2 separate regions of the Mus musculus genome follow, and region 1 is linked to region 2. Evidence: chromatin contacts called from public promoter capture Hi-C data. All regions are on one chromosome and are shown on one strand. The core of a region is the stretch at or near the end of the contact, and the rest is flanking DNA. Distances in the headings are between cores, read along the strand shown. Region 1 holds the start of Guf1 (GUF1 homolog, GTPase). Region 2 holds the start of Nfxl1 (nuclear transcription factor, X-box binding-like 1).

Region 1 (3,411 bases), core at 171-2,670, 3.0 Mb before region 2:
ACAACTGTCAATGCTTCAGACCCATGGCAATGCCAAGGTCCTACAAGGATGTAGACAGTGTATGTAAAGAAGTTATCAACTACAGCTTCTTCCTCCTGAGTGACTACAACCTAGAGTGCTGCACTTCAGAGACACCACAATCAAGATTAGCTAACCTGCCTCCTCCTTTAGCCTATGTAAGCCTTCTTATTTTCCAGGCTACTAGTGTGTCATCAGAACACACAGCCCAACCCAATCCTAGCTTTTCTGTACATGTGTCTGTTGTTTCTTCATTCCCCACTGCCCCAGTCAAGACAATCCCAAAGTTGTGCAGGTCACAGCAAGTCGTACCTGAACCAGGGTCCTTGACTACAAGAAAGTTGAATTGGTTAGTTAGACAAGGGAACAGTCCTGAGAGAGGCATGCCAATAAATGTTAGGGACAATCAGAGTCTAGAGATGGGCAGTTATATGTTAGTATTTTGAAGGAGGTTTTTGAGAAACTGCAGAAGTTAAAAAATGTTACAGCCACCTCAATTGTTTAGACCATGTTCAGGAAACATGTCCTGGCTTTCTAGAAGATGGGATAGTGAATTTGGCTATTTGAGAAAAGGTGGTAGAAAACTAAGGGATACGCCTTAAAGGACAGAGAGGTATCCATCCTGTGACTAGAAGATAATGCTAGACTTAATATCCTGACACACAGATTTAAACCTATTGAATACTATTAAGTCTAGTTCTAAGCTGTGTTGTAACAATGTTTTATCAATGTACTTGAAAAATACTTTTTCCTATGACTTTGTTGTTGTTGTTGTTGTGTCACTACAAAAAGTTCATTGAAAAATAGAATTATGGGTTATCCTAACCTGGGAAACATGGGTATGTTTGCCTCCAGAATAAATTCTCTTACCTATTTTAAGGTGAGAATTGCTTTTGTATGGACAAAGAGAAGCCAGCATCCTTCTCCTTTGATGCATTTTGTTTTTATTAATAAATCTATACTTCATATTGGCTAAGCATGAAATAATTTTCTTCGTAGAAGCCATGAACTGTTTTTTGTTTTGTTTTGTTTTTTGTTTTTCCTGCAAGTCTCTTAAAAGAACTCCCCAGCCATTGATGGCCCCAGAGTAGAGGGACTTCGAACTGTTTCCCCATCTGGTGGAGCACACACACTTTAGAGATTCCACATCTGAGGCCTGCGCTGCACACACATACACACACACACACACACACACACACACACACACACAAGGGCGTCTCCTGTCCATTGTATTCGCTGGAGTGAGCGCAGAGAGTGATGCGACACCCGACTCCGGTCGCCTAGACTGTGGCTTTCTCAAGGCTGTCACACCAGGACACGCGCTTGACCGGCAGTATCACCCGCGGTCCCTGTAGCTCTCCCATCCCTGACCTTTCGACCCCCGCGTAGACGCGTCGACGTCATAAGCGGCGCGACCTGCAGGCGGCGCGTTTGCTTCGCGTCAGGCCTGGGTCTCGGTGTCAGCTCAGGCCGGAGCGCGACCCTGGCTTTGTGGTCTCCGTGGCGGGTTGGGCCCTGAGCCGCCGCCGAGGCATGTGGGCGCTCGTGGGGCGGGCTCTCGCGCCGTGGGCCGCCGGGGCCCGGCACGCGGCTGCCTCGGAGCCCAGGGCCGCCTGCAGGCTCTTCAGCGCGGCCGAGCTCAAGGTGACCATCACCCGGGGAAGGTGCAGGGCTTCAGCACATGCACGGTGGGCGAGCATCCTCGGCTGCTCGCCGGCGCGGCGTGGGCTGCGCTTCACCCGCATCAGAAGCGTGCCCGCTAGCTCCTCGGCTTAGGGCTGGTGTAGCTCACGAGCGGGTGCTATTTCTAAAAACCTCCGAGAAGCTGCTCCTTTGTAGCATCGATTTCCCTGAAGTTTTAGTTATCGTTTCTTGAGTAACTGGCTTGACTTGCATCCGATCCTGCAGCTTCTTTGCTGCGTTGGGATAGTTATCAAATTTCAAAGATTGGAGGATGCAAAGGCGTGGAGTATTTTAGTCCCATGCAAGGGACTTGTGGTTAGAAAAATGGACTTGTATTCGTCACCGTTCAGGGTTTTTGAAAGTCGAGCGGGTTTGCGAAAGTCGTGCGGGTTTGCATCACTTTGTCCTAAATGCGTGGTGGGGGACTACAATGCAGCTTTTACATTTTGTTTGAATAATTTTTCCATACCCTTACCTGCCTTACACTAAGTAAGAAATAGAAAGCTAAAACAAATGTTATAGTCATGACAGTTTCATCAACTGAATATGCCTAGGGAGCGCGCGCGCGCACACACACACATACACACTCACACCCCAGACTGTTTTGCTCAGACACCCATTTCCAGGAGTATGTGGTGTGTCTAAGAGATTTTGCTTGATAAGGCATTCTTGGACTCCTGAGGACTTATATATGGCTTTCACTCTCCATGAAAGTAAATTTGCAATTAGCTCAATATGTGAGGAAGTATTACTTAAGGATTTTATATTTAGCTTTGTTTATGGAACTGATATATTTGTCAAGTATTTTGTAATTTGTTCTTTGTAGTTAGGCTTAGTCATACATCTTTATTAGGGAGCGGGGAGCTTACAAAACTGCAATACGTGAAGTTGTCCATCGATGGAAAGACTTTTCTTTGAATTTGTACTTTGTTTTATGGAAAATTTATACCCTTAACTGTGATATTCCCTTCCCTTCTTAGGAGAAACCTGACATGTCTAGATTTCCTGTTGAAGACATTAGAAATTTCAGTATCATTGCACATGTGGATCATGGCAAAAGCACTTTAGCTGACAGGCTCCTGGAGCTAACAGGTATTTTATCTTCTCTGCTCTTGGTTAGTTAGCTTTACCGCAATATCTTACCTTTAGGCATTCATCTTTAATATTTTCTGTTAATTGTTTTTAATGCTTTTTTGTTTTAAAGCCCAGAGAAATTAGTAAATGCTTCTATTTCTAGGAACAATTGATAAGACGAAGAAAAACAAGCAGGTTCTTGATAAATTACAAGTAGAACGAGAAAGAGGAATCACTGTGAAGGCGCAGACAGCCTCTCTGTTTTACAGCTTTGGAGGGAAACAGTACCTTTTAAACCTCATCGACACACCAGTAAGTTTCATCTTGTCTCTTCAAAGATTGCTTGTTAACCGTGTTAGTATTGCAATCAAAATTCTTTCATTTAGGGCTAAATTTTGCACAACTGTCATTGATTTCTTTTTAGTTTTGTTTTTATGCTAGAATAATTTGTTTCCATTGTTTTCACAAAAATCACATTTTATTATTATTTTTTTCGTCATATCAGTAGACTAGCAGTTCCTTTTAAATATGTAGCTGATACTTAAAGGTACCCATATTTGCATTTTAGGGCCACGTTGATTTTAGTTATGAAGTGTCCAGGTCACTGTCTGCATGCCAAGGTGTTTTACTGGTAGT
Region 2 (3,680 bases), core at 316-2,815:
ATACTATATACTATGTAGAGAATGCTTGCTTTCCTACTATCCACAAAACCCAAGCCAGCTTACCAACTTGTTCATAGGTCTCTAAATAGCACACTGCACCTCTATGATTAACTGACCAATTGCCAGCAAAATCAACGCAAACTAACTTTCAAGTTACCCTGGGAAACCCCACGCAGAGACTCAATTTTGCTCCTAGCAGGAAGGGAGAACTGATGCAATTCTACTATAATTTCAGAAATAAAAATTTTAAACCTCTTCTGAAAAAATACCTTCCAAACACAAAACACTTTCAGGGACCACTCTCTTTTATCTGGAGTGTTATGTATAAACACTCTCAACGTCGCCCTAAAAGATCTTGGACCAAGGCTATTGGCAAATCCATCGTGGCAACACCTGATACATCATGGAAAGACATGGAATTTCTGCACTGGGATCAGTTAAAAACAACAACCAAAACGCTTACAGGGTCCAAAAAGTCAGGTAGCCTGGGAAAGATGGCTATCAACAACTGGTCTTGAAAGTCGAGTTGATTAATGAAGAATGGAGTTCCCAATCTGTTCGTAAATGGAATTCTGAGACCTTAGCCTAGCTTGCTGTTACCATACACACAGATGCGAAAGCACAAGGTCCTATTTTACGACAGATGTTAAACATCTTAGATTATAAAAGAAAACAAACTCTGGCGATCCATTTACTGAGTTAACCAAATCAGCTGCACACAATTGAAGAAAGTGACTAACAAAGGCAATTATCAATTAAAATGAGGATGCAAGCGATGAGATGAAAATCTGCCTGAATGGAGACGGTTCCCTGAGACTAAACTCCGGGAGCTGTTAAAAAGTGAATGAGAGACTTGGAGGGCCCTGGCAGCCAGCGATAAGTAGGGAAGTGACTTGGGGAGTTTGGTGGGGCGGGAGACCCGAGCCATCCTCACCTGAGCCATCCTCACCCCGGGCCCCCGGGGGCTGCGGGGCTTCGCCTCCAGCTGAGCGCTGCCCGCGACCCGCAGGGGCCAGAGCTGCTGCTCCCCCGGGGCCGGGGCCCGAAGACACCGCGCCCCCAGACCCTTTGGCTCGCCCTCCTCCAGCGCCACCAAAAGGGACTCCATTTCCTGAGAGGGGCACTGCGGTGGCCCGTCCTCGGGCTCGGCCTCGGCCAGCGGCCACCTGGCGCCAGGGAGCGTCCATCCCTGCAGCGGAGAGATAAAGGAGAAGGAGCGTGAACGGGCGTCCGAGGATGGAGGCGGCTGCCGAGGGACCGCAGGGTCAGGCTGGGTGCGGACGGACCCCGCGACACGGAGACCCGGGTCTGAGGAGGTTGCGGCCCTGTGTCTCCCGAGGGCGAGTCCCGCCAAGCCCAGGCTCGAGCGACGGGCGAGGAGGGAAAAGACGGAGGGCAGAAAAGAAGCACGGAGCCACGAGGAGCCCACCCGGGACAGGAAAAACCCAGCCACGGGAAATTCTCCTCAGCCTCAGGAGAAGTGCGGTAGGCACAGAAACGCGAACTGACCGTGCGGCCGCGGCCGCGGCCGGGAACCAACTGCTGAAGTGGACCGCACCGAAAAGCTACGTCTCCTTACCGACGGCGCCCACCGCCAGGGACTACAACTCCCAGAAGCCTCCGCCCGCGGACCGCAGAATGCGTGGCAGCGAGGCAGCTTTTTTTTTTTTTTTTTTTTTTCCCGGAAGAGACGAAGGAATGCTCAGTGCGCATGCGCGGTCGTTCGCGGCCTTTGGGGAACTACATTTCCCAGAGTGTTCCGAGGCTCATGAAAAGTAGACGCCTCCGTTGGTGGGCGTGCCGGGAGCATGCTGCTACTGGCGGCTGCTCCCAGGAAATACGCGAGGTTTCAGGATTCAGAGAGGGCAAAATTCACAAACAGTTGTTCTCGCCATAGTCTTGCTGCTTGCAGGTAGCAGGCAGGTCCTCGTCCAGGAAGTACTTAGAAAACAGAAGACGCCATGGGGAGCAGGATCAGAAGAGCCACGGGAGCATTGTAGGAAAAAATGGTTTGAGTGGAGAAAGCTTTCAGAACTCACAATGAAATCTAGCCCCTAGTATTAACCACCTTTTATACTTTAAAACAAGCTTTCCCTTAGAGACTGCTTCTTTTCCTTTCAAGGCTGCTCCCTCCAGTAGATTCATTAAGGAAAATAACTGAAAGCCAGCAGCTAATCTTTACGTATAGATTGCAGAAATTCATTTAGTGGTCTCTTGGAAAATGAGCTGAATTTTTGTTGATATTTGAAGTTATACAATCCTTAAATTACCCTTCAGCTTAGTTAATTTCCCAACATTTACCACAAATATATTTAGATGCCATTCAATGTGTCCAGGAGTGTACAAAATATTTACATATATATGTGTGTGTGTCTGTGTGTGTGTGTGTGTTTGCACATATACAAAGTTTTACACTTATAATTTATTGAGATGAGTTTTTTTAATATTATCTAGGCTGTTCTTGAACTCATGATTCTCTCACCACAGCCTTAGAAGTTGTTGGGGCTCCAGGCCTTCATCATCATGTCCATTGTGTCAATATTTTTTTTTATTCAAAATAACCTTATTTATCATTCCAATTTTACCACTGGGAAAACTAAAGCATAGAGAGGTAATTGTGCTGAAACTAAGCTTTAATTCTATCATGTTTTTAATTTCTTGTACATAGGTATTACATCATGGCCTATAATTCATCCAAAACCAGTAAATGTCGAGGGAATATTGAGGTGGCTGATGATAAGGAGACCCTCATAGAACCTTGGTGTGTAGCACAGATCTGCGTTAGCACATTGTCCAAATCTCCATACTAAACCTTCCTGAGAACACATTCCCTCCAGTCCTCCAAACATTAGTTATAAACTATTCTAATATTTATCGAGAGCTTCAAACAAGCATTCCTTCCTTTTCTTTTACATACCTGTTTAATAACATGTGGAGTCTCATCATTGAAACCAATTTTTAATAAATAAATGACACCAAAAAAATCTTTTTCAACACTCCAGCAGGGCCTGGGTTGCAACTAGGTAAAGTGACTCCTGGCCTCCTCTCTTAGACATATGATGATTGTGTAATTCTCTTTAATGTTCTGCATCTGCAATGTCCTGATAAGCCACGTGGAAACTAGTTACTCCTCGGCCTTTGTAATGAAACCTGTAAGTGGCTGGAGGTTTAAGTCAAGGGGTATGCCCTTGAAGGATTCTCTCTCTGTCTCTCTCTCTCCCTCCCTAACTCCCTCTCTTCCTCCCTCTTTCCCTCCCTCTCTCCCTTTCTCCCTCCCTCTCTTCCTCTCTCTTTCTCTCTCCTAGAGGTATGAGATTTGGCCCCCACCACACATGCCTAGAATGATATATCATTTAACCACAAATACAAATCAGTGAAGCCAGTCTTTTAAGATTGAAACCTCAGGAACCCATAGACCAAAGCACACTTTTCCTTTTTTTAAGGGAGTTTATCTCAGGAATGTGATATGGTTCATAGAAAGCTGGAAAACACATACGGCTATTCCAATTATATTGGAGTACTTTAAAAGGCAAAAACTTCACCTATTCAAATTTTTCCATGAATGTAATGAGAATTTATAATGATAACCACTTTGACATCAAACAATGTTATGAGCTCACTGCATGAACAAATACTATTACATCATAAGCCTTGACCATGCAGAACAACACAGGAGCATG

The links. Promoter capture Hi-C pulls out the DNA fragments that hold promoters and counts their contacts.
Region 1: a contact with region 2 is called in a promoter capture Hi-C map of pre-B cells. The contact joins the promoter of Guf1 here to the promoter of Nfxl1 in region 2. A contact is called at or near these places in 16 of 39 promoter capture datasets (the 3T3-L1 cell line, 3T3-L1-derived adipocytes, the C10 cell line and 11 more), 1 of 115 datasets of contacts at active chromatin or transcription factors (astrocytes) and 1 of 9 other capture datasets (adipose tissue).

Annotation. Positions count from the first base shown.
Region 1 is chr5:69,555,504-69,558,914 of GRCm38.p6, forward strand. Guf1 (GUF1 homolog, GTPase) reads left to right here and starts at 1,421. Exons shown (of 17, transcript NM_172711.3): 1 at 1,421-1,662; 2 at 2,682-2,793; 3 at 2,939-3,087; 4 at 3,344-3,411. The coding sequence starts at 1,552.
Region 2 is chr5:72,558,080-72,561,759 of GRCm38.p6, forward strand. It overlaps Nfxl1 (nuclear transcription factor, X-box binding-like 1), which reads right to left and starts at 1,566. Exons shown (of 23, transcript NM_133921.3): 1 at 1,510-1,566; 2 at 935-1,189. The coding sequence starts at 1,187.